Regions from separate parts of the Mus musculus genome. Here regions 2, 3, 4, 5, 6 and 7 are each linked to region 1. The links are chromatin contacts, called in public HiCAR-type, HiChIP or PLAC-seq and promoter capture Hi-C maps. All regions are on one chromosome and are shown on one strand. The core of a region is the stretch at or near the end of the contact, and the rest is flanking DNA. Distances in the headings are between cores, read along the strand shown.

Region 1 (3,855 bases), core at 569-3,068:
GGGGCTGAGAGGCAAAGTAGCTCACCCAGGACCACACAGTTAGTATTTACATACTATGAAAGGAGATGTGTTTAACTCCACTACCTGTTATCCTTGAGGGCAGAAGGTTAAGTTACAAAAATGAAGACTGCTACCATTTTTAAAGGAGGTGGTTTTAACGGGTGACCAGGAGACACTCACCAGCTGTGGTGGTCCAGACAGAACACATTTGGGAAGCCCGGTTTCCTTTAAAGTTAAAATCATTCCTTAAAAGAATGTAAAGAGAAAATAAATAAAAATCCAGCACTCTCAACTTAGCCTGCAGGCCCTGTCCGGTATGTGGTATGTGTGTGTGTGTGTGTGTGTGTGTGTGTGTGTGTGTGTGTGTGTGTGTGTGTGCATGGTGGTGGGGTGCTTCTGGCTATACTAGTTATTTACCTACGTGTCCCTGTTCTAGGGTATAAGCAACTATACAATACATAAAGAGAAAATAATGTTAGCATTGATCTAACCATGCATCAGAGCAGGGTCTGCTATGCAAGGGGGAGGAGGGCACAGTCCACTACCTCATTCTCTCCTCTGCCCATACTACTATGCTTTCAAAATCTGGCAGCCACACAGTCTGGATGACAGTATGTGTCTGAATCCAGCTGCAGAGTCTGATCAGCACCCACCACAGCACTCTGTTGTTAAATCTGTGGTCCAGGTGGAGGTTGTAACCATATCAAGGCCTACTTTTCCGAGTCTAGGTTTTCACACCCCCTACTCAAGCTGACTAAGCTAGTGTACCAGGAATTCTATCTCCCCTGGGCTAGGAAGATGAACAAATGAGCTGCAAGCCATGTTAAGCCCCCAGAAACTTCCCACCGGCCCCTGACCTCCAAACACATACTCACCACACAACCCCCCAACATTTGACCAATGCATCCGAGTCAGAAAGATGTTGTCCAAGCGAGCGACTTTCAGTCTAAGAAAAAAACATACATTTCAGCCAGATGAAACAAAGACGACCAGAGACCGTGTCTGCTGAGAAGTCTCATCTGCCTCTCACCTCAGCTTTCAAGCCCATAATCATCTCCACCCCAGAAGCCAGGAGTTGACTCACTTGTGTTCCTGCATAAGTCGTTGGACGCCTTCTCCGCAGTTAAAAAGGTACCTACAGGAGGAACATTACTGTACTTACAAGTATACTCTGTAAAATGCTTTACTGTAGATACAGCGACATAAATGACAGGGTTCTCATACTGCCTAGTAGGTTTTGAGCCCTCTTTGGTTAGTGACGGAAGAGTGTAGTTTGGTATAGATCAATGGGGAGTGATGTCTTTCCCCATCGACTTATGAAACCGGTCTAGCCCACACACTCACGGTGAGGCCCCCGCTTTGGGATGGTGATGGTGAGAGTCGGGGCACGGGAAGTTTTGCCCGGATACCTGAAAGCCATGCTGACTAAGGGAGGTAAGGGATATATACAGGATTGGACAGGAGGCCTCCCGAGCACGTGGCGCTGGGGCCAATCCCCCAGGGCTGTCGGCCCACTCTGACCTGTTGTATTCCGAGAAGACATAGAGAGCAGCCCCCGCGTCCCGGCCGCCCGCCGCCACCACCTGCAGGTACACGGTGTTCGGGCCCCCGGGACCCGGGCCGCGCTTCTCCCGCGTACGCAGGTGTCGCAGTGGGTCTTTGGATGGCCGCGGCCGACGAGCCGAACCCTGCGACATGGTGCGCAGGCCAAGGGGACGCAACAGTGAGCGGAGCGCCCACATGCACCCGACCACACCAGGCTGACAAGGCAGCCAGACCCCTCACGCCGCCACAAGCACCGCCCCTCCACCGCATGGCGGAACTGACCAATCAGCGCGCCGCCGCGCTAGCTGCCCGCCCATCCAAAGCTCCGCATCCAATCGTAACGAGCCTTGGAGCTCGGAGTCTGTCAATCAAGGTGGACGTAGAGTAAGCGAAAGCTAGAGCGTCGCCGGAGGCCCCGCCCCCCTCACCGGTTCCGGCTTTCCCTGTTGACGTTTTCCGGTTACTGTCACTTGGCGGAAGCGGGACTTCTGAGAGTGCAAGTACTCGAAAGGCATTACTGGGAAAGGACTGAGTCTTTTTCAGGTTCATCGTCTTCTGTCAGGAGCTCTGCCCTTCGACAAAAGTATTCCAAGTTTGCATTGTTCTTGCTTATGATGATGGTGACGATCTCATGGGAGATAGATCTGGCTAATTTGATTTCCACCATAAGAACACATTTCAGATGATATTCTTTGTTTTGGCGTGAGAATAGAGATGAAAAGACTAAGTAAACTTCGTAGTGTTGCGTCTTATTGCTGTTATGAGCCGGTCCTCTCTGCCTTGCATTCCTTACTTCAAGACGGAAATAGTTTAACAGTGCTTATCTTTGGGAGATATTTAGAATTAACATGGCTGTGGGGACCTCGAAAGTCGACTTAGGACACCCCAAGACCAAGTTCTCAGAACAAAGGAGATTTATTTTCCCCAGAGAGACAAAAGGCAGTGAATAAGAGACAAAGAAAGAAGATAGAGACTAGGACGAAGAGAAAAGGGTCAAGAGAGAGGAGAGAGGAGTATTTGCACCCGAAACACGAAGGGCTGCCTCTGGATAGGGAGGAGACCGACCCATAGGCAAATAACAGTTCATAAAGGTTAAAAAAAAAATCCGATGTTAGGATAAGTTGGTTTGTTTTGATTGTGTATATTAATTACATAAGCCAAAGGGGGCTTTTCAAGGGGCTGGACTTCAGTGCTTTGTTAGCTGGACCTTAGTGGTCAGCCTCAAGAGGAGAAAATGGTCAAATAAGGGAATAGACCTTGGTGTCTAGCTTTATGGATGTAATCTAATGATTTTTAGCAAGATGGAGGGTATGGCGGTGAAGCCAAGGCCTGCCAGAGTCGTATTTGGCATGCTTGGTTGGCTAAAGGCCCTTTGATGGTCGGTGCTTTGAGTGGCACTAAAGAGATACGCAGAATAAATAATAGAAATTTATGGAGAAGAAAATGTTGCCACCTGCAGGAAATGTATTTAAACAAGTATTCAGGGAGACTGTCAGATGTCTGAGGCTGGACTGTCAGGTGGCTCTGAGGCTGGAGCTGGACAATCAAGATAGTGAGTTGGAGGTGAACCTGGGGCTACATGAGACCCTTTCCCAACTTGGGTGGATGGGCAGGAAGACACACACACTTTTTTTTTTTTTTAATGCTGAGACCAAATGGATCGATCATAGTTCAAGATCACTATTTTTGAGAGGTCGGAGTTTCTGTTGCCAGCACCTACATGGTGACTCACAAGTTATCTTCTGAGACTCCATTCCCACAGAAACTCACATCTTCTGACCTTAGCAGGTATCAGTTAGGCACCTGAAGTACAAACATACATTCACAAAAAACATCCATATACATTTCAAAACAGTAACATCCAGGAATGATGGCTCCCCTGAGGTCAAGCCCAGCCTGGGGTCCTTAGTGGATCTAGGCTAGCAGAGAAAGAGGGAGGGCAGACTGAGAGGATGACTATGTGCGAGTCACTGTAACATTCCGTGTCCCAGTGTGGGTCATTTGAGAAAAAGGCCTACTACCATTTCAGAGGCTCTTGAGGGTTTCTCCACAACAGAGCTCTCCGTTGAATCCTCTAGAAATTCAGAAAGCACACTTGAGGAATGTGGCGTGGTGTTTACTGGAGAGCCTCACTGAATATGAAACTGGCTCTGTGACAATTACCATCCTACTTGAAGTAATCATACCAGTGAGCGGCAGGGAAACCCCAGATAACTGAACATCTTTTAAGGAAAGGAAAGGTTGTAACATACTATTACCCAGCCAAGAACAAGAAGAATTACACTTGCTTGGGGCTAGTTAGGATTAAGA
Region 2 (3,855 bases), core at 584-3,083, 2.7 Mb after region 1:
CTTCCTGAAGATTACAGGGAATCAGGTAGGACAAGTAGGCATAATTAAAACTCACGAAAAGAGGAAGAAAAACAGCACAGAAGAATGACAAGAGGAATCTGGAACGTGTTCAAGAGAATGAGAGTAAAACTGAGGTAAAGTGACTAAGGAGTTAACCATGTAACGAAATGGACAGAAGAATGACCCCAAAAGACAGGGGTGAAAAGAATGGATCTTCAGAAGACATTCGAGGACGGAGAGGTGGACAGAGGGTCCTGAATCACATCTCTTGCCACAGGAGGATGAGACGCTGGCTTAGATCACTTCCAGCCCTGCAGCCTCTGACAGGGGGTTTGTGTTTTCTCACAGGTACAGGGAGAAGTCACTCAGCTGTCAAACAAGAAAGCACTACTACAATCTGATTTACATTTTCAAACCATCACTCAGGTTGCTACACGGAGAAAGGACTGCGGTTGGGGCAAGAGAACAGGACCTGTGTGAGGAAAACTGGGGGAAAAGAGGGAATGGAAAAAGAGGGCAGGCGATTTGAGAAGTGTTCTGGATTTGATGGCAACTGTGTTTACTGCTGTAACTGGGAATTATCAACAACACACTTTAAGAACAATTATGATTATTTTCTGTTTTTTTTTTTTTTTTTCTCCTCTTTTTTGAGACAGGGTTTCTCTGTGTAACAGAATCCTGGCTGTCCTGGACTTGCTTTGTAGAGCAAGCTGGTTTCAAACACAGGGGTCCGCCTGAGGAACCACTATGATTTTTTAGGCTTAATTTTTTAGGTGATAGAGAGAACACTGTTAAAGCCATATTTGGGGGGAAGGAATTTAAGAAAAAGTGCTTAGTCCCGGGCATGCTAAATCTGAGAGATAGCTGTGGCCTTGCAATAGAGACAGCATGTCAATGACACACTGCAGTCTGAACACAAATCTGGACGTTGTTGGCATTAAGTCGATATTGAACCCGTAGGAAGAGATGAAATAAACCTGGAGGGGGGAAAAAAAGGATGTGGAGAAACAGATTTAGACGCAAACCAATAGGCATAAACGATACTAAATTGCATTTTCGGGGCGTCATTCATAGTCTATGAACAAAATGTCATTCGGCTTGGAGGTTAGCTGATTAAAGCCACCCTCGCAAAACATCCTCAATCAATACGTTTGGACAAAATAAATAAATAAATAAAGGAAATGTGAGGGTCTCCACCTGCACTCACAACTGCAGCGATTCTGCTGCAGGATTCGCTCTGGACCAGTCTGGATGGATCCCAACCTTCCACCCAGGGCCAATCCATCCAGGCCTCGGGAAACCGGAGCAGAGAGCGCGCGCGCCCGGTCGAGCCCCTCACCTTGGCTTGCTTCAGCAGCTGGATGATCTCGGCCTCCGCCTCGTCTGACGCGTCCTCTCCCGGCTGCTCGGCCGTCGCCGCGGGTCGCGAGAACCAGGCGAGAGCTGCGAGAAGCGGCTCAGAGGTCACCGGGACCGGCCCGTGCCCGCGTCCCCGCCCCCGCCGGGCCGGCCCCGCCCGGAGCGCACCGCTCACCTGCCAACAGCGGCAGCACCCCGTGCCCCCGCGCCGGCGCGCCTCGGGTCCGCAGCCGCTCCGCGCCCGTCCCCGCGTCGCCCGTCCGCTCCGGCAGCAGGCGCGCCGTACAACCCCCACACCGCCGGCCCGCGGCCCGCAGCAGGGTTCGACCCAGACGCCAGCGAAGCAACCGGAACATGCCGACGGGTCCTCCCTCAGAGATCCACTAAGCCACGGCTGGCCCGGGACGCCCCGCCAGTCCGCATGCGCGATGACGCATGCTGACGTCACGCCGTCTCGTCCCGCCCCGCCCCGCCCCCGGCCTGCAGGGCGCGTGAAGTTCGCAGCGCCCGGGAGGAGAGAAGACGGGCGGCGTGCCATGGCGGTCGCGCTCCCGGAGGTGGTGGAAGAGCTCCTGAGCGAGATGGCCGCCGCTGTGCGAGACAGCGCGAGAAGTACGGCCTGCGGGCTTTTATTCTTACCCCGCATGGTTATGTCCCTGAAGCCTGGGCCCCTTAAATCGCTTAACTAAATAGAGGGATTTGAGTGACTAGACGTCAGATCCCTGAGTGCGAGCCGGTGTGCGGGAACCCCGGTACTTAAAGAGAGCCACTGGGTACATCCAAGGAGTGGGCGAGGGCTGGGATGCGGAATGGCAGATGCGTAGACAATTTCGAGTTACTCAGAATCTTTATCCACAATCCGTGATGCAAAGTTTAAAAATAATACCCTTGTTTACTACTTTGTTTAGTAAATAGATTTTACTAAAAAACATTCAGGGAGGCAAAACCTTTAAAAAAAAATCGGGAAGTTGAAAATTACTTCTTCCCTCTGGCCTGTAGAGGTCGCCCTATGCCTGTCTCCAACAAAATGACCGACCAAGGATGATCTTTGCTTACTCACCAGAGTAGGAGGATCTACCAAAAGGGGAAAACTAGTAATGAGGATCTACTATGCAGCTCGGCTGGTAAAGAGGCTTGCCTGGCATGTAGAGAGCTGCCGTGGATTCCCCACCACCGCACAAGACTGGGCACATGGCTGTAGTCTCCGCACTTGGGAAGTGGAGACAAAAAAAAAAAAAAAAAAAAAAAAAAGAAAGAAAGAAAAAGGGAAAGTTTAAGGTCAACCTCAGCTACATAATGCTAGGCCAGACTGGGCTGCTGGAGACTTTATCTCAAAAAACTGGAGGTGGGGTGGGGGGTGCTTTTGAAGTGTAGACTAATTAAAGCACTCTCCCCAAAAATAGCCTCTCTAAATGATAGCCAAATTAGAGCACAAAACTCCTATTGTTCATTGATTGTGCTCTGTGAACTGGTTTGAGTTACTGCTTCAATGGGACTAGAAAAGTAAACGAATAGTCTCATTTTGGTCTTTTACGTAAAAGATTCAGCCAACCAGGTATTCAAACATGCTTTGACTTCAAAGAAGTTGTGGGGTGTTAGTCTGTTGTGAGGTCTTGCTTCCAGGATTTGACCACAGATGTTCTGAGATGCTGGAACGAGATGAGTTTTACAGAACAGGGCTGTTGGTTAATCCATATGCCAGTAACTGAAGGGGCCCCCTTACACAGGAGCAGACTCTCAATTCCTGTTTATTTTTCAGTAGAGCAGTTTTCAGTATTGGGTCTGGGTATTCCTTTCTAATCCCCAATCTTCCTTGGTAACCGTGCAGAATATAAGTCCAGGTTGCATGTATATGATTTTGACCATATAGAAGCTATGATTTCCTTTCCTGGGTAACTTGGTTCCCCTGAATTATAACCATCTCGGCTTTCTAAGCTTGTTTAGTTTTCTACATATGTATTTTTACTTGAACTTGAAATTTTATGCCACTATCACAGGTCTCCACTCAAAATGTTAAGGTAAAAAAGACATTTTATCAGTTACATTTTCATAAAGGAATCTGCGAAGAGCCTGCCGACTTCCCTAGTATGGACTGGCTGCTGTCCGGTTGGGCTGCTGCTGTCTTCCTTCAGTGTTAACTGGGAATTCTCTTTTCCCAGTTTGGGTCTTGTGTTAGCACATCCTACAGTTTACTTTCCTCTTGTTGATCCACTTGTGTATTGTTACCTGTCTTATTGTATGCAGTACACACCTCAGTAGGTTTCTGAAGAAGGCATGAACTATGCTTTTGCGGCTTTGAATGTCTGAAAAAGGTTTTTCTGCTCTCACGCTTGGTTAAAAGGTGTTGAGGGCGGCCAGCGGCCCACATGTCTGAGTTCTAGCCTGGGAGGCATCTTGGAATCTGGAAGAAAAGAGGGAACTAGGCGGCACGAGAAAGGATGGAACCAAGACATTAGTCTGATCAAGGTTCAATTTTACTATTTGGAGACACGGGGT
Region 3 (3,855 bases), core at 1,001-3,500, 2.5 Mb after region 1:
GGGCTTCTGGAACTCACTCTGTAGATCAGGCTGGCCTCGAACTCAGAAATCCGCCTGCCTCTGCCTCCTGAGTGCTGGGATTAAAGGCGTGTGCCACCACCACCTGGCTTGACCCAAAAATTTTAAGTTCTATTAAAAATAATCTAGAAAATATTAGAGGACATACTGAACCCAGACTATCTTGCAAACAAATACAGCTATGATGCAAATCTTGAAACATATTTGTGAATAATTCAATTCTAATAATTATAAAACATAAAACAAGGGGGCAAGAGAGATGGCTGAGGTTTAGAGTAATCTATGCTCTTCCTGGAGACCCAGAATTCAGGTTCCTGTACTGACCTCCCCTCCCCCCAAGACAGGGTTTCTCTGTGTACCCTGGGCAGTCCTGGAACCCCCTCTGTAGACCAGGCTGGCCTCGAACTCAGAGATCTGCCTGCCTCTGGAACACTGGGACTAAAGGCATTTGCCACCCCTGCCCAGCAAGTTCCCAGCATTCTTATTGTAGTTCACAACTGGCTATGACTCCTGTTCCAGGGAATCCAACACCCTCTTTTAGTCTTTGTGCACACCATGCATTCATGTGCTACACATACATGCATACAAGCAAAGCACTAATACATAAAATGTAAATTAAAAAAAGAAAAGAAAAGAAGGTACTCTTTCCTTGTTTGGAGCCTCTCCACTCTCAGGAGTTTTTTTTTTTTTTTTCTTTAATAAATCTACATTAATTCTGTTTAAAAACCAGAAATAATTCTCCCAAATTCAGCCAATTTTATAAATCAATCCTGATGATTTCTGTTTAAGATCAGTTATTAAAAAAAGAAAGCCGGGCGTGGTGGCGAACACCTTTAATCTCAGCACTCAGGAGGCAGAGGCAGGCGGATTTCTGTGTTCGAGGCCAGCCTGGTCTACAAAGCCAGTTCCAGGACAGCCAGGGCTATACACAGAGAGAAACCCTGTCTCGAAAAACCAAACCAAACCAAACCAAACCAAACCAAACCAACCAAACACCCGAAGAAGCTGGGCAGTGGTGGCGCATGCCTTTAATCCCAGCACTTGTGAGGCAGAGGCAGGGAGATTTCTGAGTTCTCGGCCAGCCTGGTCTACAGAGTGAGTTCTAGGACAGCCAGGGCTATACAGAGAAACCCTGTTTAGAAAAACAAAAAAACAAAACAACAACAACAAAAACACCCCTGGCCCCCCAAAAGAGAACAACACAACAACCACATGGGAAAAAAGGTCCTGAGCAATTTTGAAAATCAGCTTTATTGAGGTATACTTTGCTATAAAATTCACCCACTGTATGTATACACTTCACATTGTCCAGTCATCACCATATTTAGGGTATCCTGGTTTTCTCGTTTGTTTTTGTCTGTATCATTATTCAAGTCTCATTTTTGAAGAATTCTTTTAATAATAGCTGGGTACAGATGAACTCTAAAATTATCTATAAATGTATTTCTATTTGTCTGAAGTTAAACAAAAAATCTCCCAATTTGACACATGAATCTTTGTAGCAGAAAATGGGTTTCAAAGCAGCAGGAAGGTCTTTTGCTATTATTAGGAAAGAAAGTTGGTGGGCTGAGCAGACACCATACAGCTCAAATTGTCTGGTGCATGATTTTATTTGATCCTTTTGCAAATAGACGGTTCCTCAGGATAACAGGTCAGGCACAGCGGCTCACGCCTGGGATGCTAGATTACAGTGAGACTGTCTTTATAAAAAACCCAAAACATCCAGTACAGTCGCAGTTCCCAAAGGAACATGAAGGTACTGAACGGAACCAATGATGAACAACCACTTTTCTGCTCCTCGATTTGGCTAGGATGGAATTCGCTCGGGGTTCCCTAACCTATCTGGGAAGTCGGCTGTTTCTGTCCCCAGACTGACCAGCACAGAGAAAGTAGCTACCTACGACAGAAAACCTTTCCGGAAGAAGTTAACTAAGATCGGTTAGTTCCCTAACCCAGCGACCCTCCTACAGTCTCCTACCTGAGGAGAAGCAGAGCAGGGACACCTGCTGCTCCAGGCGTGCCAAGCCTAGCATGGTGGGAGCAAAGAACATGGCTTCATCGTCCGGGTGCGCGATCACTACAAGGGCCCGGCTTCCGGCTCCCGGCAGGCCCGCCTGCTCCGGAGACCTCATTCGTTCCGCTGAGTTCCAAACCCGGAGGAAGCCCCAAGTCAGGACAGCCACGGCCACACACAAGAAACCCACCAATTCCATGCCGGGTAAGTGGCACTGCGCCTGCGCAGGAAGGCAGGCTGCGGGTGGACTCGGGTTCCCTGCGGGAAAACGGAACCGGCTGAAACTGCGTTCCGTGGGTCAGAGTGCGGCGGCGGCTGGAGACCAAGATTCGTGGTCTAGCGTGGAAACTTCCACCCATACTGCCCCGTCTCCTCGGTGGCGGAATCCTCTATCTGCTCCAGTTTCAGAGCTCAGCCGCACTTTGCGGTCTTAAGTGTCTTTCTTACCGTTCAGTGTGCTTAAAAGGAAGGAAGCATTTTTAGAGTTATTTTGAGATCGCGTCTCTCTCTGCGTGTTCCCCTAAACTCACTATATGCAGACCATGCGAGTTTGCAATGATTCCCATTCCTTTGCCTCCTGAGCTGGGATTTCAGGCGTGTCAGCACGCCGGCCAAAAGGGAAGCATTCTAAAACAAACGTCAGCATTCTCCTTTCAACTCGTTTTATGACTTCAAACTTTGTATAAAACAGCCCGTTATCCGGAATAAAAGTTTTTCCGAAGCGGGTCACCGTTTGTTCTTTCTCAGATGGCGGCTTTGCAAGAGGAAAAAGTAAGCGGCTAAGAGGAAATGTCATTTCACTCGAAGGGTGAGGTCGGCAGGCCCCTTAAGTTTTCTTAAGAGGCAGAGATTAAGGAGCCACGCCGTGGAGGAGGCCTCGCCCGCCATGCCGAGGAACACTCGGTGTGAAATTAACGTGCGTCCCAGCCACGTGGGCTGAGGTTTCTCTTTGGCGGCGAGGGGACGGGGTAGCCGCTTTGGCGGCGCGCAGGGGTCGCAAGGCTAACCTCGCGCCGGGCTCCCGGTCCTTTCCCACGCCTGAGGGGAAGGCCCCGGGCGCGCGGGAGTGGCAGGCTCGCGGGGACGCTCCAGGCCGAGGACGCGATGGCTGCCACGGCGGCGGCGGGTCGGGCCGGAGGCAGCGCTGCCGGGGCGGGCATGAGTGCGAGGGACAACTTGAAAAGAACCGGCGCGGCGTCCGCGACCCAGGAAGCGAGGCCGAGGTAAGAGCCGCACTCCGTTCTCCCGGGGAGGGAGTCGTCTCCCCAACCCTCCGGAAGGAGGAGGAGCCCAAGTCTGAGCCGCCTCAGCGCGGCCGCCCGGCCTGAGGGGGAGGGAGTGGGGTTGAGGCAAGATGGCGGCTAAGGTGGCGAAGCTGCGGCGGCGGCGGCTGGAGTGAGCGCCCAGCTCGCCGCGCTGCCGAGCGAGGGCCGGGCGGAGGGCCGCGCGCCGGGGCCGCGCCCCGGTCGTCCGGCCGTGGGGCGCGCCGGCTCTCACTCCGCCAGCTCCCGGTGAGTAGGCTCGGCGCCTGCAGCCCCGGCCTCCGGGCCCTGCTCGCCCGGGAGCTTCCTCGGGCTCCCAGGGCGCCAGCTTCGGATCAGCCAGGCCAGGGGCGTCGCGGAGGACGCAGGGTTAGGGCCCGTCCAAACCGCAGGTCTTTTCCTCTCCCTCCCCCAGGGGCGAGTCGGGTGCGGTGGGGAGTTCAGGCTAGACGAGTGGAGGCTCCTGGAGTTTGGAGGAAGAATGGCCTTAGGCGGGCGGACATCAGCCCGAGGTATCTGTCCATTTGGGAAGGGGCGTGCGGTGCCACCGCGGGATCAGCG
Region 4 (3,855 bases), core at 626-3,125, 2.4 Mb after region 1:
AGAGGCCAGCCAGGTCTACATAGTGAGTTCCAGGACCAAGGCTACATAATGAGACCCTGCCTCAAAAAACAAAAACAAAAACAAAAACAAAACAAAAAAAACAACAAAAACAAAACAAAACAACAACAACAGAAGGGGTGTGTATGTGTAGGAAGGAGAGTGGGAAACTGTTAGCTTTCCAAGAGGGAAAATCAGCGGTGAAGGAGAGAGGCAGTGTCAGGAAGATGTGCTGGGAGCAGGGACCTGACAGAGTTGTCACTTTGATATTATCTCACAGGAAGTCAGGACTGTCTTTATCCCCCTTGGGAATTTCTGATGTTCAAGAAGACTCAAATCCTATTTAGGGGTGAGAATGCTTGTGTTCACAACCCCACCCATTCTCTACCTGATATCAAGCCCAGTGCCCAATGGTACAGACAGATAAAACTTCAGTTGTTTGGCCAGCACAGGCCACGAAACCCTTAATGTAGAGAGGGAGCGATCCAGGGAACTACTGGTCTATCAGACCCTTCCTTTTGCTGCCAGAACAACCGCGACTCAGAAAAGAGAAGTGAGTTGCCACCTCGCTTCGTGTCCTGATGGTCCTCTTCAGTTCTCAGAACCCAATTACGTTCGTTTCCAGTCTGACTCATATCTGAGGGTATAAGACACCACCTCCGAAGGGGCTTTAGAGCTGGCAAGCGCTATCTGCCTTCCCACCTCAAACTGCACACTGGGTCTGGGGTTAGCTGACAGCTAACCTCACCCTCAACAGAAACAGCAACCACAGCCTCCATCACGTGGCCGGGGCTGGGACCTAGTTAGAGCTGGGGAGCCTCTGTCTTCCTCAGAGTTCAGAAACCGGAAGGAAAGAATCAGAGCCGGTCAGAAGACAGTGGGGGTAGGAAAAAGGGGCAGGGAACAGGTTGGTAGAAATAAGGGACAGAAAAAAACAGGGCCAAGAGAGGAAGCGGTAGTGTGGCCCCGGCCCACTCTCAATTTGTTACAGGATCCCAGTACACTCAGAGAACTGGGTGGGGCATTTTCCACAATAGCCAGGGGGCCTGACTGAGGTTTCACTTCTCTGCCCACCTTAGTAGGACATGGGCATCCTCCTTTTGCGCAGTCTAGCTTCCACCCTCAAGCAAATCCTGGCAGACGCTGCGTCTGACATCATTCCCAACCCCCAGCAGCAACAACTGTCTTCCAGAGGCTGTCTACCTTACCTCCTGGGATCCCCATTCTGGCAGCAGAGAAAGAGGCCTGGAGGTTCAGGGAGCCAGATCCCACGCAGACCCTTATTCCAAGATGGAGATGCCGGGAGACCAATCCAATCATTCACTGTCATACTTCCAGACGCAACCCCTAGGACATCCTGAAATAGCCCATCGACTTACCCCTCAGGCTGAAGTCAAGGCGTAGCGGCAGCAGACTACAAGCCAGGATCACCAAGCCTAGCGGGACTCTCCAGCAGCGGGGATTGAGAGAGGAAGTGCCGCGGAAGCCTCCGTAGCTGGCCGTAGCTTTCTCTGTATCGTCCACCCTCCACCTGTTCGTCGCACACAGTGGATAGTGCGGGCTTAACGCCAACCTGTCAAGGACCAGTGACTGGCCACTGGGCTGATCATCAGGACCACTGGCCACACCCTGCTTTCGCGAGACACGCCCTGCTCCTCCATCGGTGCACTTCCACCCACAACTGTAGCCAGAGAAGCCCCTGGGGCAGTCAGAGGAAGTTCTGGGGTGGTGGGACCTAGGCTTGGGTGGAAGCTGGCACAGGTGTGGGATTCATGCCCTAAAACACTGACGCCCACCCCTCCTGATTCTTAACACCGTGTGCCCTCCCCCGGCCATTTGGTTCATCACTGTCCGACCCAAGGGAGAGAAGAATGGGATAGCCCCAGAGAGAGAAGAGGTTCAGTCTAGCATTTGCCCCAGAGAATGCAGCCCAACCCATCCAGCCATTATTTCCATCTAAGGAAGATTCGCTCAGCGTCCTGACCCCAGGGATCCCCCGAGTATCCATTTACAAGGGCACTTCCAGAAACAGCCAGCAGGTGGCAACCGTGTGGCCAACAGGAATGGCTGAAATTGTACAGCCCCGGCACTGCCAGGGAGAACAAGGACCAGCTCTCCCTCTCTTTTTCGCCGGAAGACCTCTGTCCTTGCTCCACATCCCAAATTTTGTTTGATTGGTCCAAAGCACTAATTTCTCTCCCGTGAGAATGTTCTACCAAACCGGTCCCCCTGCTTCTCCGCTGCTACACTCATACGTCACACCCCATTCTTATACCAACTAAGGTGGTCTGCTAAAAATATAAACCAGGGGCCAGCGTTTAGCTTTAATGGTAGACTTAGTGGCATATGTAAGGCCCTGTGTTTGACCCCCAGTATCAGTAATCAAAGAAAAACTAAATAACAAAAATTAATTAATTAATGTCACCCCCACCTCCAAGCCACTTTTTCATAGCACTAAAAATAAAACCCAAACTTCATACAACAACCTCATGCAGCCCAGAGGCCCGCCCCAGTCATGTCACCTTCACCATGCTACACTCCAGACCTGTACCGTCCAGTATGGCAGTCATTAGCCACGGCAGCTATTTAGATTTTAGTTTGGTTTACACTTTTACCTGCGGCAAGGACTTGATATGAAACCAACTGTGGCAATCCTCCTGCCTCTCTCTCTACAGTGCTGGTGTTATAACTGTGCCTCCATGGTTGGTCATCTTTCAGATGAGTCCACTGTAAGGCAAAACTCAGCAAATACTAGCTGGCATGGCCCTCCACTCTTCCCAAATATGTCCTGTTTTCTCTGTAGTACAAGCTGTCTCACCTGCTAGGAGCAACAAGCAACACACACACACACACACACACACATATACGCACACACACAGTAGCATCGCCATCATGGCCACATACCTTAGTTCTAAGCATCTTCTGCTTGTGTTTGTGTTTCTTTGTTGGTTTTATAGTGCTTGAACATGGGCATGCCAGGCCAGCCTCTACCACAGCTTCCTGCTCTATTTTCTGTTTAAACATCACTTCCTCTCAGTAGAGCTAGACCAGCTAGACCCTAAACTGGGGGGAGGGGCCCTAGAAACGTACTCCTAAGACACCTGCCTTGCCCCTGGCAGAGGCTGATTTGTACTGTGCTGCCTGCCCCCTATAATAACATACTTAGCCATCCACTGTTGCTCAAATGTGCTTAGGACTGCAAGTGCAGAGTAATGCCAGCACTTCTGTTTAGCTGGGCGAGGCCCCAAGAGGTGACTCCTTGCAGCAGGAACCAAGCCACGTATATGCATTTAAGCAATCAACTTCATAAATGTTTAAATCTATGCTTAAAATTTCCTTTAACAAACTCTGTTTTTTTTAAGCAGTTACTTCATATTAGCTTTTTTTTTTTTTTTTTTTTTTTTTTTTTTTTTTTTTTTCTATGAAGACAAGGCTCCAACTTCTCCTGAGTGAGGTGAAGCCTCTGAAAGAGAATTCTTGAAGCAACTGAGGGCAGCAGAATGGGAAATAGAATTTTTTTTATTAGGTATTTTCCTCGTTTACATTTTCAATGCTATCCCAAAGGTCCCCCATACCCACCCACCCCCAATCCCCTACCCACCCACTCCCCCTTTTTGGCCCTGGCGTTCCCCTGTACTGGGGCATATAAAGTTTGCAAGTCCAATGGGCCTCTCTTTGCAGTGATGGCTTACTAGGCCATCTTTTGATACATATACAGCTAGAGTCAAGAGCTCCGGGGTACTGGTTAGTTCATATTGTTGTTCCACCTATAGGGTTGCAGTTCCCTTGGAAATAGAATTTTTTAAATCTTTTTTTTTTTCAAGGCAGGGTTTCTCTGTGTAGCCCTGGATGTCCTGG
Region 5 (3,855 bases), core at 564-3,063, 2.4 Mb after region 1:
TTCAGGCCGGCTGGAGACTCCTCTGGGAATATAGCCTGCAAAAGAGCTGAATTTCAGAATCACTCCTGCCTGGATCAATGGCATTTAGAACATTTAATGATATCTTCAGAAAACCATAGGCTCACCACTACCAATCTGCCGGTAATTCCAGCTATTTTAGGTGATATCATCATTTGATATCTCTCAGAGTAATAACAGATAGTCACTGTACAGACCAACTCACCTCTGCTGCTGCCAGCACAGATCTGCAGTCCTGCGTCCGTTCTGAGAACTTGAAAGGGGACACCCTAAAATGGATTGCAGAAAACAGGACATTATATATAACAGCCTTGCAAAATCAATGGCTGCCCTCCCACCCTGGCTTTTCTCTTTTGGATTTCTTTGTAGCCCTGGCTCACTACTGTAGACGAGGCTGGCCTGAACTCTGCCTGCCTCTTCTCAAGAAAGCTACAGTTCTTAACACATCCTAGACCTAAAAGGGAAGTATTTTTCAAATTACTAAAATACATTTACAACTAGCCAAACCAGCCCAACTGGGTTCAATTGTAAGACCACATTAACTGAAAATTTTAAGACCCAAGTTAATGGACTAGAAGGTCTAAGTTCTTAGAAGACCAGGTTTGACTGCCAGCACTAATTGTGGCTCACAACCACCTAAGTCCGGTGCCATTTTTTTCTAGCATCAAGACAGCAAACACACACAAAAATGGCTCTATAGGGGGCTGGAGATGGCTCTGTGGTTAAGAGCACCGACTGCTCTTCGGAAGGTCCGGAGTTCAAATCCCAGCAACCACATGGTGGCTCACAACCATCCGTAATGAGATCTGATGCCCTCTTCTGGTGCATCTGAAAACAGCTACAGCGTACTTAGATATGATAAATCTTAAAAAAAAAATGGCTCTACAGTAAGAGCTGTGCACTGTTGCCTTACTTAACCACCCCCATCAGCTACAACCAGTATTGAGTACAGGCAAAACTGATGCTCATACATGAACACTCTAGCTCAAATCAAAACGGTCTAAAATCCCAAGCTGAAAGCTTACCTCATGGGAGGCCACAGCTGTTGGCAATCTTCCACTCTTAAATCCCCAACCTAGAAGTACAGCAGTTGTTAAAAGTCCAGCCCAAGTTAAACCTAAACCCCAGCCACCGGTGTGGGCTTGACTGCAGTCAGCCAGGAGCAGTTATCGTCAGTTATCGACTCTGACGGCACTTCCTACTTAGTCATCTCATCACAGCAGTCAAGCTTTCTGCTGTCCTCCAACTAGTAGTTCCAGCCACTAAATGGAGACACGTCTTAAATTTATGTATGTGCCCACATGGGCCAGGGTATGTTGGGAGTCCCTGGAGCGAAAGCTACACAGCCTCTTGTCTATGAACCCCACCTGATACTCCAGAAACCCTTACCTCATGGTGGGATGATACTGCTCCTATTCCACGTTGTCAACGTCCCGTCTGAAAGGTTAGAAGAGTAAGAGTCATGAGGGGCAATTAGAACACTTGTGTTCAGCACTGGGTCGCCGAGGCTTAAACGACTGCAGTCAGCTAACTAGGGATGTCGTCAGTTGTCGCATCGGACGGCACTTCCTTTTTTTTCTAGTTTCATCATCATTGCAGCCGACACCCCGCCCACGCGCGGCGCCCCGCGATGCAGACCTCGACTTACCAGGCTCCCCTAGATCTGTGCAGCGCACAAGGCGGAGCTGAGAGGCTGGGCCCGGGCTCAGCATCGCTCCAGACCGTCACCAGCAGGCCACGGCGAAGGGACCAGCTCAACGAGCGAGAAGAGCACGATCCCATGATGGCCGCAGAGAAAGACGGCGCGTGAGCGCCCTCCTCTTAAGGGCTAGGAATAGACCACTCCTCACCCCAGGGAGGTGAGGGCGGCAAAGGCTCACGGGAACTTCCAGCGGCCCGCCTCGCGACCCAGGCCTCCCCCGTTCTGTTGAGCGAGTGGTCTCCCCCGCCCCGGGGGATTCTGGGTAGCGAAGAGCGCGCGAGCTCCAGCGCGCCTGCGTGTTGGGTTAAGCGCGGACTCGACATCCTTTCCGCGGTTTTCCGTCCTCGTTGTCTTCCCTGACTTATTAGTCCTTTGTGAACGTGTGTAGTGTGTGAAATGTGTAGTCAGACCTGACAGTGCAGGCCTGTAATCGTAATCGATTAGGAACCCGACGCAAGAATTCGAGTCCAGCCTGGGCAATTTAATGAGCCCCTGTCTCTATTTTAAATTTAAAAAAAAAAAAAAAAAAGCGGGCCTATATAATCTAACTGGGTGGTGGAGAGCCTGGCTCATCTACGCTAACACACACGAAACCGCGTTCAAAGACAAACGCTGTTACAAAAGTGTAATGATTGGGGCCGTTCTGCACCCCATTATTTTTACAACATATCCACGGAGTCTCTCAAGGCCCTATGCAGACGGCCCTCATCACATTCCTTAGAGAACTGTAGAATCAAGAAGAGCTCTTGATCCATTTCCATTGCCCCCTGCTCTTTCCACTTCTGACTGGAGAGACTTGCATCGGGCATAGGTAATAGAAAACTGCTAATGCTATGCCTTCAGTATATGAGTATGTTTGATTTTCTCAAGGGTTGGGGATGCAGTGTTTCCCTAGCAAACATGAAGTTCTGAGCTCCATCCCCAGCACCTCATAAACTGGACATTGTGACAAACTCCCAAGCTCTGGGTATGTGGAGGCAGCAGAATCAGAAGTTCAAGGTCATCTTCAGCTATGAGGTCAGCCTGGGATATGTGAACCTGAAGACTAGAGTAGGGTTCTTGTGAGTTCAAGACCAGCCTGGCCTACGGAATGAAATCCTGTCTCAAAACACCTCAGTGCAAAATCTGTTGAGCTAGTATATATGATATGCTGGGTTCTACCCAGCAACACACACATAAGTGCTTGCATGCACTTCTTATGCAAATAGGCTGAGGAGGCAACTCATTTTGACAGAACTAGACAGGTGGTCATGAGACTGCAATCTTGGTGGTCTGAGGAATAAACAGAATTTTGATGGAGGGAGGGAAGTCCAGGCCAAAACATTCTTAAAGGGAATAAGATAATTTCCCTTGGAGCCAAATATGCTTGACCATGGCCAGGAACACAAGATTCATGGGTCCCCAAATACCATGTTCTATATTGGAAGTGTCTTGGGTTTTTGTTTGCTTGGTTGGTTGGTTGGTTTTGGTTTGGTGCCGTTTTCGAGACAGGTGCTGTTTTCTGTGTAGCACTGGCGGTCCTGGAACTTGCTCTGTAGACTAGGCTGATCTTGAACCTGGAGATCTGCCTGCCTCTGCCTCTCGAGTGCTGGGATTACAGGCATGTGCCACCACCATTGCCTAACTTGTTACAGAACAAGGAAAGTCATTTGGTGGGGACCTCAATTGGCAAGTTACAGTAAAGATGAGGACTCTGTTGTAGGTTTCAGGTGCTGCCCAATGATGTTTTTAGCTTTTGAATGTGTGGAAATTAGTGGCCTGTCAAGAATAGTAATATAAGGTTTTCATAGTCACAAGGATGTTAACTCGGGGGCAAGGGATATGGATGGCTTCAAAGGGACCAAAAATAGTCCAAAATAATTTAGCTCTGGTTTGAACACTAATTTCAATCTTGAGTCATTTGGCCTTGAATCTTTAACAGAGGTGCAGCTCTCCCTTGCCCTCCCCCTTCTGGGAGTTTCAAGTTGCAGAAACATCTAGCAAACGCCAAGTCAAAGAGCCAAATATGAAGCCCTTCAGGCTTTGTGAATAATTAAGAAAAAGTACTAAGGACTTTTCATCAAACTCCCCTGAAAACAAAAGGAGTACAGGGTTGGGTGGGTCTGGAACTCATGGGCAAAAAAACAAAAAAAGAG
Region 6 (3,855 bases), core at 739-3,238, 2.3 Mb after region 1:
AAGAATTCTCACCCGGCTCACCTCGTCAGGCTCCCGAACCCTCTTCCCAGCCCATTGGTGCATATTCTTATAGAATACGGTTCCAGCAAAGAGTTTTCTCAAGTCAGTTTCGGAAGAACTACTCCAGGTGGCTGATCACCTGCAATGTCTGATGAGGTTTGTCCTCTACCAGCCTGCAGGGATATCGACTGGCAATTCTGTTAGACCAGTTTAGCTAGAATCCCTTTATAGATGGTGCTTTCCCTTTGTCATTTCCCATCCATCAACACCCACCCCAGCTGCTTCGCTATAAACTCAAAACCAAGCTGGGTCTCTCTCCCCTAGTGCCAAACCCTACTGAGGATGGTCCTGAATGAATAACAAGTGTCATTACATTTTTTTTTTCCAAAAAGTATTCACCGGTCTAAGAGACAGCTCAGTGGGTAAAAATGCTTGCCTTGCAAGCAGGACTGAGTTTGGTATCCATGACTCATTTTTAAAAAGAATTAAGCTCTAAATTAATTTAAAGATTTTAATTTATAATTTTTTTTAATTTTTAAAGAAAAATTGTCACACGCCCCTATAACCCCAGCACTCAGGAGTCAGAGTCAGGTAAATCTGTAAACTCGAGGCCAGCCTAGTCTATGTAAAAGGTTCCAGATTAGCCAGGGATACATAATGTGATCTACCTTAAAAAAAAAAAAAAAAAAAGGACTGGTGAGCTGGCTCAGTGGGGAGGAGCATTGACTGCTCTTCTGAAGGTCCTGAGTTCAAATCCCGGCAACCACATGGTGGCTCACAACCATCCGTAATGAGATCTGATGCCCTCTTTTGGTGTGTCTGAAGACAGCTACAGTGTACTTACATATAATAAATAAATCTTTAAAAAAGAAAAGAAAAAGTCGTGTGGTCGTACTCACCTAACAATCCTAAATTAGTAAGGTGGAAAATAGGTGGATTTGTGGAGTTCATTGGCCAGGCAAACTAGCCTGCTTGGGGAGTTCCACGCCAGGGAGAAACTTTGTTAAACAAAAAAGCACCAGGGTAAACAGACACAGAAATACACACACACAGTCTTCACCTTCCAACTCTTGACATAAATGTTACTGTGTTACTATCCTAACCTTCCAGAAGGAGCCAGGGATCTGGAAGCCCAAGGCTTTTCTGATACGTATCAGCAGCAGGTGGTGGACTCCAGCCCTCTGGCCTAGAGCAATACTAGCGACCTTAAGAAAGAAAAAATAAATAAATAAATACAAATAAAACTGCTGCCCCTCCTACAGCTAAGAACAGGGCACATGGGCCTCCAAAATACCTTATCCAAGCACCATGGGTTCCCAGGGGGTTGGTAGAAGAAACCCGAGAAGAAGGCAACAAGGAATGTCTAACCAGAAGCCACATTTCCGCTTTGAAGTAGTAGCAGGAAGACTTAAAGGTCTCCTCTCAGCAGTGTCGGAGGGAGAAAAGAATGCAGAGTTCACAAAACTAGAGTATCCAGATCTGTGTCCGTGCACCAACTACCATCACCTACCTGAAAGCCACTGGGGCTCCAAGAAACGAGCATCGGAACCACCCAAGATGCTAGCTAAATGCACATTTCCAGGCCCGGAGAAGAGGCTTGCTCAGTGGGCATTGAGCCAGGCCTGAGATACTACGCTTTAAACCAGCACCTCGGACAATCTGAGATACTGATTCTCTGCAGAGCCCACTCTTGAGAATCTAGACTCTGCGGCGAACAGGACCTCCAAGTTCCGAAGTTTCTCTCCCTCGCTCGGCGCCCCGACCTCCTCCCACCACCGTAATCCCTGGGCCTCACCTAGGCGCGCAGTCAGGAAAGCATCGGGGAACTCACTGACCTTTGCCAGGAAGCCGCGGGCCCCAAGAGGCGCAGCACAGTGTCCGGCAGGGGGCGCTGCACCAGGGACAAAGCAGGGCGGGGGCGCCGGGCACCCCTAGCCCAGAGCCGCGCGGCGGGAAGGAGCGGGCGCCGGAGAGGGAGGGAGACACGCGGCGGCGCGGGGGCGGGGCGGCCGGCGGGGCGGGGCGGGGCCGACGGGCTGGCGGCGAGCGCCGGGACGGGCTGGCGGCGAGCGCCGGGAGAGCGCGCCGGGGCAGCGAGGAGGGAGGAGCGAGGGGAGTGCGGGCCGCAGCCGCCCCCGCCCCCGCCCCGCGCCCGCGCCTCCCGCGCGCAACAGTTCCCCCAAAGTTGCGGCCGGGGAGGCGCGAAGCCGGCGGGGGACGCGGCCTTAGCCCGGCGCGCGCAGCCCCAGGCGGGCGGCGGCATGGGCACTCGGCAGACCAAGGGCAGCCTGGCGGAGAGAGCCAGCCCCGGCGCGGCGCCCGGCCCCCGCCGCGAACGACCCGACTTCTGGGCGTCGCTGCTGCTGCGCGCCGGGGACAAGGCGGGGCGCGCGGGCAGTGGGCTACCCCCCTATCACCGGCGCGTCGGCATGGTCCAGGAGCTGCTGCGGATGGTGCGCCAGGGCCGGCGGGAGGAGGCGGGGACGCTGCTGCAGCACCTGCGCCAGGTGAGCGCGGGGAGGGGGCATGGGGGGCGCGGCGGCTCCCGGAGCGCCCCGCCCCTACGAGGGGGGTGACAGGAGAGCGCCGGGAGGCACCGCCCAGGGTCCCCGTTTCGCGGGGATGGAGCGGTGTGTCAGCAGGTGCCTCTGTGTTTCCTGCTGAATTTGGGGCCTCAGGCTAGGGTGAGGAAGGCTGACCTGTCCAGGTAGGTAAAGGGGACCTGTTGGACCATTGTCCCTGCTCCTCTCCTCCACAAGTCCCCAGGGATAGTTGATGAGAGAGGATACAGAGAGGAATGCCTGGTCTGGGCCAGAGTTTTCTTCCTCTCTGCTCACAACCTATCACCCTCTTGCAAGGGTCCCCAGGGAATGCGCAGTTATCTGTTTAAGCCAGCTTCTGAGGTATGTCCCTAGGACCAGTAAGATTTCAGCCCCTAGATCGTTTGCAACCAATATTGTGTCTTGTGGTTTCATCTCCCCTAACTTTGGCTGGTCCTTGCAGTGAGACCCCGGCAGAAGTCTTGGTCAGAATGAAGCTAGGCTTGGTTTCTTGGCCAGCAGGAACTGTACTGTACTCTCTCAGCCTGGTCCTGATTCACTGACTAAGGGGCATACTACACATCTGACCAATAGTCCCCTTCAATAGTCCCCTCTATTGAAGGGCTGGTGCCTCACCCACCTCTCGTTTTTTTGTTTTCCTTTCTCATTTTCTTCCGGGGAAAGTGGTAGCCTGTACTATAGGGTCTTGCTGAGTGGCAGAGGCAGGAGGGTGCATAGGTGCTCGGTGGAACAGTGATCAGATCGGTTTGGTCTGGCTTTGTGTCACGGACTCGCACAGACGTTATATTTTTGTGCAGACCTTATATTCTTGGAGGACCCCTGTAGATAAACAGTGTGCTGAAAATGGGGGAGGGGAAACCTCAGCTGACCTTTGTGAGGTTTTCCCATTACTGATAGAAGAAGCTGTAGGGACAACTTCCTGGGAGGAGCTTCCAGGATCTAATTGGATCCACATCTCCCTGGATTCTGAACCATGGCTTCCCTCACACCCTATAATGTTTCTCTGGAGTTTGTTCCTAAGGTGTGTGCACTGCAAAAGAAAGAGAAGTAGAGACTTGAGGACTTGGGGAGGTGTAAGCCTTCCACCTTTGCCTCTAGTTTTCCTGACAACAGCCACAGTGATTCTCTAGAGGCTGCTGTACCCTCAGATACCTTCTCTGGGTTGAATCATCAAAGAAAGATAGCATTTTACACCATGTAACTTTAGTGGTGTGTATTTCTCTGTCTTTTGAAAATCAAAAGCCAACCTTGTATGGCCTCCATGGTAATTCTGTCACTTTCACATGCAAAAATG
Region 7 (3,855 bases), core at 569-3,068, 2.2 Mb after region 1:
CCTTTTGTGAAAGGGTCATTCAACCTCCAAAGGGTCACAACTCAGGTTGAGAACCACTAGTCTGGACTATATACAGAACTGTGCAGAAATTAAACACCAGGCAGTAAATGGGCCAATGAACTCGATTCTCAATAGAAGACATAAAAATGACCAATAACACTTTTTAATGTGTTTGACTTCCTTAGCCATCAGAAAAACACTACTTTGAGATTCTATCTCACTCCAGTCAGAATAGCTATTGGAAGAAAACAAACGTCAACAAATGCTTTTAAGGTTGCAGAGAAAGAGGCTACCTTATCCATGGTTGGTGAGCATGTAATGTGCTTCAGGCACTATGGAAATCAATGCAGAGGCTTATCAAATAAAAATAAAAATAAAAAATAAGGCAGGTGGATTACTGAGTTCGAGGCCAGCCTGGTTTACAGAGTGAGTTCCAAGACAGCCAGGGCTACACAGAGAAACCCTGTCTCAAAAATAAAAAAATAAATCTTCCATATGACCTGACTATACCACTCCTAGGCACACACCTAAAGGCATCTGCACTTTACTGTGCATGTGCTTGTACATCTGTGTTTGTTGTTACTCCTTTCACAAGCACAAGGAACATGAGTCAGCTTAATGTCCATCAACATTAATTACTGCCCTGATCTTGACTTCTTTTCTCCTACTACTGACTGGTTGGTATTTCACACTTATTTTCAAAGCTGTACATAATAATGTTATTTATTTTTCTTAGAATTTACTTAATTGTGTGTGTGTGTGTGTTGTGTATGCGTATCACAGGAGACTGTGGAAGTCAAAAGTGGCATCAGAGCCGCTGGAACTGGAGTTACAGACTTTGAGTCATCACGTGGGTGCTGGGAACTGAAACCAGAGTCTTTGTATGAATCATAAGCACTCATAACCACTAATCCATTTCTTCATCCTTTTCCTCCTCTCATTATGTAGCCCATGCTAGCCTTGAATGGTTGTGTAGACTAGGCTGGCCTCAAACTTCACAGAGATCCACCTCTCTCCTACTTTTGTGTTTGGTTTTGGTGGCCCAGTGAATCTAACCTGGTTTTTTTGTTTTGTTTTTTTGTTTGTTTGTTTGTTTTGTGAACATAAGCAGGGAAAGAAATCAGTATTTTGAGGAGGGAGGGAGCCCACACAGAAATGCTAAAAAAATTAAAAAACTCAGTGAGTGGAACAGAAAAACAATAGAAACATCACCAATGGACTCAGCCAGGCAGAAGAAAGACTATCAAGGATGGGAGACGAGGTTGACTACTGTACCTAAATTCAAGAAGGACTTTTTAAAATGAGTATTATGATGTCCAAGAAGTTCAGGATGCCATCAAAAAACAAACCAAAGAATCCACAGAACAGAAGGAGCTAAGAGAAATGCTGAAGACAGAGAATTTGTCTGTTAGTTGAATCTGGAGGTCTCAGTGTCGGATTCTAGAGGTGACAATCAGAGCCATTAGGAATTATGCACTACAGTCCATCTAGAAAGAGCACTGTGGGGTTTCCTCCCTACAAGCCACATACTTGATGCCTGTCTATTTCTGCGTTGTAAGAATCCGGCTTTACTCTCCAAATGGTTTCCCAGGTACTGCTATTGCAGCCCTGACATCCAAGTCATCTGCCAGGCCTGTCTCTGCCCAGGTAAACTTTAAAGTTCCGGTCGAAACCTTGTAGCTAACAGGCAAGTCACGGTGATGGGTGGAGGAGGTTGCCATAGAGACAGGTCCAGGGCCTGGGGCTCGGGATGGGAAGGCTCGGGTTCGGCTTCCCATTGGCTCTACGGACGAGCAGCGTTCTCCACTAGCACATGCGCAGTGGCGCCGAGGCGAGGTCGCTGCGAAGCCCGGGAGCTAGGGGTTCCGGCCGGGGCCTCTGGGGACCCGGCTGGAATGAGCGTGTACTGACGGCTCCCGGCTCCTCCCAGGGAGAGAAGCGGTGAAGCTGAGCCCCTGATGCAGCTCTGAGTCGAGCCTGCCACGGAGGCTCCCGCCACGCCGCCGCCATTGTTGCCCGGGCTGCGCCGACGGGGCCCGAGTGACAGGTACTGATGTCCGAGCGCGAATGTCCACGGGGAGGCCGGCCCGGGGCAGGCTGGGAAGGGGAGGCGGCTGGAGGCAAGGCGGGCGCATCTCCTCAGGGCATGCATGACTATGGATGAGCTAGGCTGGGAGTTGGAGCCCCAAACAAGTACGTGTGGGTTCTTCTCCGTGTCAGGATACTTGTGAGGTTGGCTTTGAGAGAGGTGGATAGTGCTTTCGGTTTACACTTGAGGAAGCTCCTGAGACGGCCTCCAATCACAGCCTAACAGGCTTGTCTTCTCTGCTCCGGGAATAGAGCAAACTATGCAAGGCAGATAAATAGATCGCCTTGGCCCCGCCCCTATGAGATTGTTTGGAAACCTCCAGTTTGTCCCAGTAATCACAAATTTGCTCTGTTGCTGAGAACATCCGGAATATTAGTGACTTGGATATTGAAACATTTCTTTCTGCAAGGTGATAAGTTTTCAACAAGTTAGAAATTAACCATTCTGCTCATGGTTCCTTAAATTATTGCTTCTAACACCACCATCAATAAACACACATCGTGTGTGTGTGTGTCTAGGATGAATGTATTCTAAATTCAAGGATAGAGGAAAAGAAGACCAGGGTAAATTCTGTGTGTTTATCCTGCACTCTGAGGAGTCTGCTTCTGTGTGTATGAGGGGTAGCAGAGAACACCAAAAATGCTTGAGCTGATGGGCCATTCTTGTGCTGGATAGTTTTATGTCACCTTGACACAGCTATGGTCATCTTATAGAGGAAATGCCTCTATAAGACTGAGAGCTACTTCCTGCCTCCAGGTTCCTGCCCTGTTTGAGTTCCTGCCCTGACTTCCTTTGATGATGAACAGTGATGTGGAAGCACGAGCTAAATAAACCCTTTCCTCCCCAGATTGATTTTTAGTCAAGGTGTTTCATCACAGCAGTAGTAACCCTAACTGGGACAAAAATTGGAACCAGAAGTAGGGTATTGCTGTCACAGTCCTGGCCATGTTGTTATGGGAAGATCGTAGAAGGACATTAGAACTTTAGGCTAGAAAAGTCGTTGAGTGTTGGAAGCTCAGTGAGCTATTCTGTAGGAGCTAGGAAGAGAAGGATGTTAAGAGCAGGAGAGAAACGCAAACTTGGCCTTTTGTGTGAAGAATCTTTGGTGTCTGGTCATCTGGAACTGAATAGTCAGCTGTGACTAAAAAGAAACCAGTGTCACTGAGGTGAATAAGAAATTGCCCAAGAAGCTATATTTCAGAGGGAGACAAGATTATACCTCATTCTGGCTGCCAAGCTTAGTGAGTAAGAGTCACTCAGATGGTACTGGTTTTGATGGCATAAAAGAGTCACAGCGAGCATCTGAGGCTTAGCACTGTGTGGCAGGGCTGGGATCCCTGAAGAAGTCCCAGAAGAGGTTGTCTTACTAAGATTTCTATTGCTGAGATGAAACACCACAACCAAAAAGTAGTTGTGGAGGAAAGAGTTTATTTGGCTTACACACTTCCATGTTGCTGTTCATGATAAAAGGAAGTCAGGACATGAATTCAAACAGAGCAGCAACCCGGAGTCAGGAGCTGATGCAGAGGCCTTGAGAGGTGCTGCTTACTGGCTTGCTTCTCATGGCTTTTTCAGCCTACTTTTTTTCTCTAGAACCCAAGATGACCAGCCCAGGGATGGATCACTTACAATGAACTGGGCCCTCCACCATCAATCACCAATTAAGAAATTGCCCTATACGATCTTATAAAGGCATTTTCTCAATAGAGGTTCCCTCCTTTGAGATAAATCTAGTTTGTGTGTCAAGTTAATATAAGACTAGCCAG

Evidence for each region. Promoter capture Hi-C pulls out the DNA fragments that hold promoters and counts their contacts. HiCAR-type assays count read pairs that join an accessible place to other places. HiChIP or PLAC-seq counts read pairs in DNA pulled down with a chosen protein or histone mark. Capture Hi-C pulls out chosen DNA fragments and counts their contacts.
Region 2: a promoter capture Hi-C map of embryonic stem cells shows a contact between it and region 1, with 5 times the contacts expected there. The contact joins the promoter of Zswim7 here to the promoter of Elac2 in region 1. A contact is called at or near these places in 2 of 39 promoter capture datasets (embryonic stem cells and pre-B cells).
Region 3: a HiCAR-type map of astrocytes shows a contact between it and region 1, with 6 times the contacts expected there. The contact joins the promoter of Pigl here to the promoter of Elac2 in region 1. A contact is called at or near these places in 2 of 39 promoter capture datasets (hippocampal neurons and pre-B cells) and 1 of 115 datasets of contacts at active chromatin or transcription factors (astrocytes).
Region 4: a contact with region 1 is called in a promoter capture Hi-C map of pre-B cells, with 3 times the contacts expected there. The contact joins the promoter of Trpv2 here to the promoter of Elac2 in region 1. A contact is called at or near these places in 1 of 39 promoter capture datasets (pre-B cells) and 1 of 115 datasets of contacts at active chromatin or transcription factors (astrocytes).
Region 5: a contact with region 1 is called in an H3K4me3 HiChIP or PLAC-seq map of forebrain, with 15 times the contacts expected there. The contact joins the promoter of 2410006H16Rik here to the promoter of Elac2 in region 1. A contact is called at or near these places in 8 of 39 promoter capture datasets (the 3T3-L1 cell line, 3T3-L1-derived adipocytes, cranial neural crest and 4 more), 1 of 484 Hi-C or Micro-C datasets (cortical neurons) and 4 of 115 datasets of contacts at active chromatin or transcription factors (astrocytes, differentiating embryonic stem cells, embryonic forebrain and 1 more).
Region 6: an H3K4me3 HiChIP or PLAC-seq map of forebrain shows a contact between it and region 1, with 13 times the contacts expected there. The contact joins the promoter of Mmgt2 here to the promoter of Elac2 in region 1. A contact is called at or near these places in 3 of 39 promoter capture datasets (hippocampal neurons, liver and pre-B cells) and 1 of 115 datasets of contacts at active chromatin or transcription factors (forebrain).
Region 7: a contact with region 1 is called in a promoter capture Hi-C map of liver, with 3 times the contacts expected there. The contact joins the promoter of Zfp287 here to the promoter of Elac2 in region 1. A contact is called at or near these places in 5 of 39 promoter capture datasets (cranial neural crest, embryonic stem cells, frontonasal cranial neural crest and 2 more), 14 of 484 Hi-C or Micro-C datasets (the Ba/F3 cell line, the N1E-115 cell line, cerebral cortex and 9 more), 5 of 115 datasets of contacts at active chromatin or transcription factors (differentiating embryonic stem cells, embryonic forebrain, forebrain and 2 more) and 1 of 9 other capture datasets (liver).

Annotation. Positions count from the first base shown.
Region 1 is chr11:64,976,998-64,980,852 of GRCm38.p6, reverse strand. Elac2 (elaC ribonuclease Z 2) reads right to left here and starts at 1,818. Exons shown (of 24, transcript NM_001362983.1): 1 at 1,522-1,818; 2 at 1,085-1,135; 3 at 876-946; 4 at 181-245. The coding sequence starts at 1,742.
Region 2 is chr11:62,279,373-62,283,227 of GRCm38.p6, reverse strand. Zswim7 (zinc finger SWIM-type containing 7) reads left to right here and starts at 1,833. Exons shown (of 5, transcript NM_027198.1): 1 at 1,833-1,971. The coding sequence starts at 1,896. It overlaps Ttc19 (tetratricopeptide repeat domain 19), which reads right to left and starts at 1,755. Exons shown (of 10, transcript NM_028360.2): 1 at 1,535-1,755; 2 at 1,340-1,443. The coding sequence starts at 1,715.
Region 3 is chr11:62,456,836-62,460,690 of GRCm38.p6, reverse strand. Pigl (phosphatidylinositol glycan anchor biosynthesis, class L) reads right to left here and starts at 2,250. Exons shown (of 7, transcript NM_001039536.4): 1 at 1,997-2,250. The coding sequence starts at 2,231. It also overlaps a transcript of Ncor1 not described here.
Region 4 is chr11:62,573,647-62,577,501 of GRCm38.p6, reverse strand. Trpv2 (transient receptor potential cation channel, subfamily V, member 2) reads right to left here and starts at 1,875. Exons shown (of 15, transcript NM_001382489.1): 1 at 1,377-1,875.
Region 5 is chr11:62,600,835-62,604,689 of GRCm38.p6, reverse strand. It overlaps 2410006H16Rik (RIKEN cDNA 2410006H16 gene), which reads right to left and starts at 1,813. Exons shown (of 5, transcript NR_030738.1): 1 at 1,667-1,813; 2 at 1,408-1,455; 3 at 1,044-1,093; 4 at 224-287; 5 at 1-35. Snord49b (small nucleolar RNA, C/D box 49B) reads right to left here and starts at 1,604; the gene lies at 1,542-1,604. It overlaps Snord49a (small nucleolar RNA, C/D box 49A), which reads right to left and starts at 1,230; the gene lies at 1,169-1,230. It overlaps Snord65 (small nucleolar RNA, C/D box 65), which reads right to left and starts at 160; the gene lies at 104-160.
Region 6 is chr11:62,646,797-62,650,651 of GRCm38.p6, reverse strand. Mmgt2 (membrane magnesium transporter 2) reads right to left here and starts at 1,988. Exons shown (of 2, transcript NM_175002.2): 1 at 1,796-1,988. It overlaps Lrrc75a (leucine rich repeat containing 75A), which reads left to right and starts at 2,129. Exons shown (of 4, transcript NM_198861.1): 1 at 2,129-2,507. The coding sequence starts at 2,262.
Region 7 is chr11:62,729,859-62,733,713 of GRCm38.p6, reverse strand. Zfp287 (zinc finger protein 287) reads left to right here and starts at 1,818. Exons shown (of 6, transcript NM_133208.3): 1 at 1,818-2,047.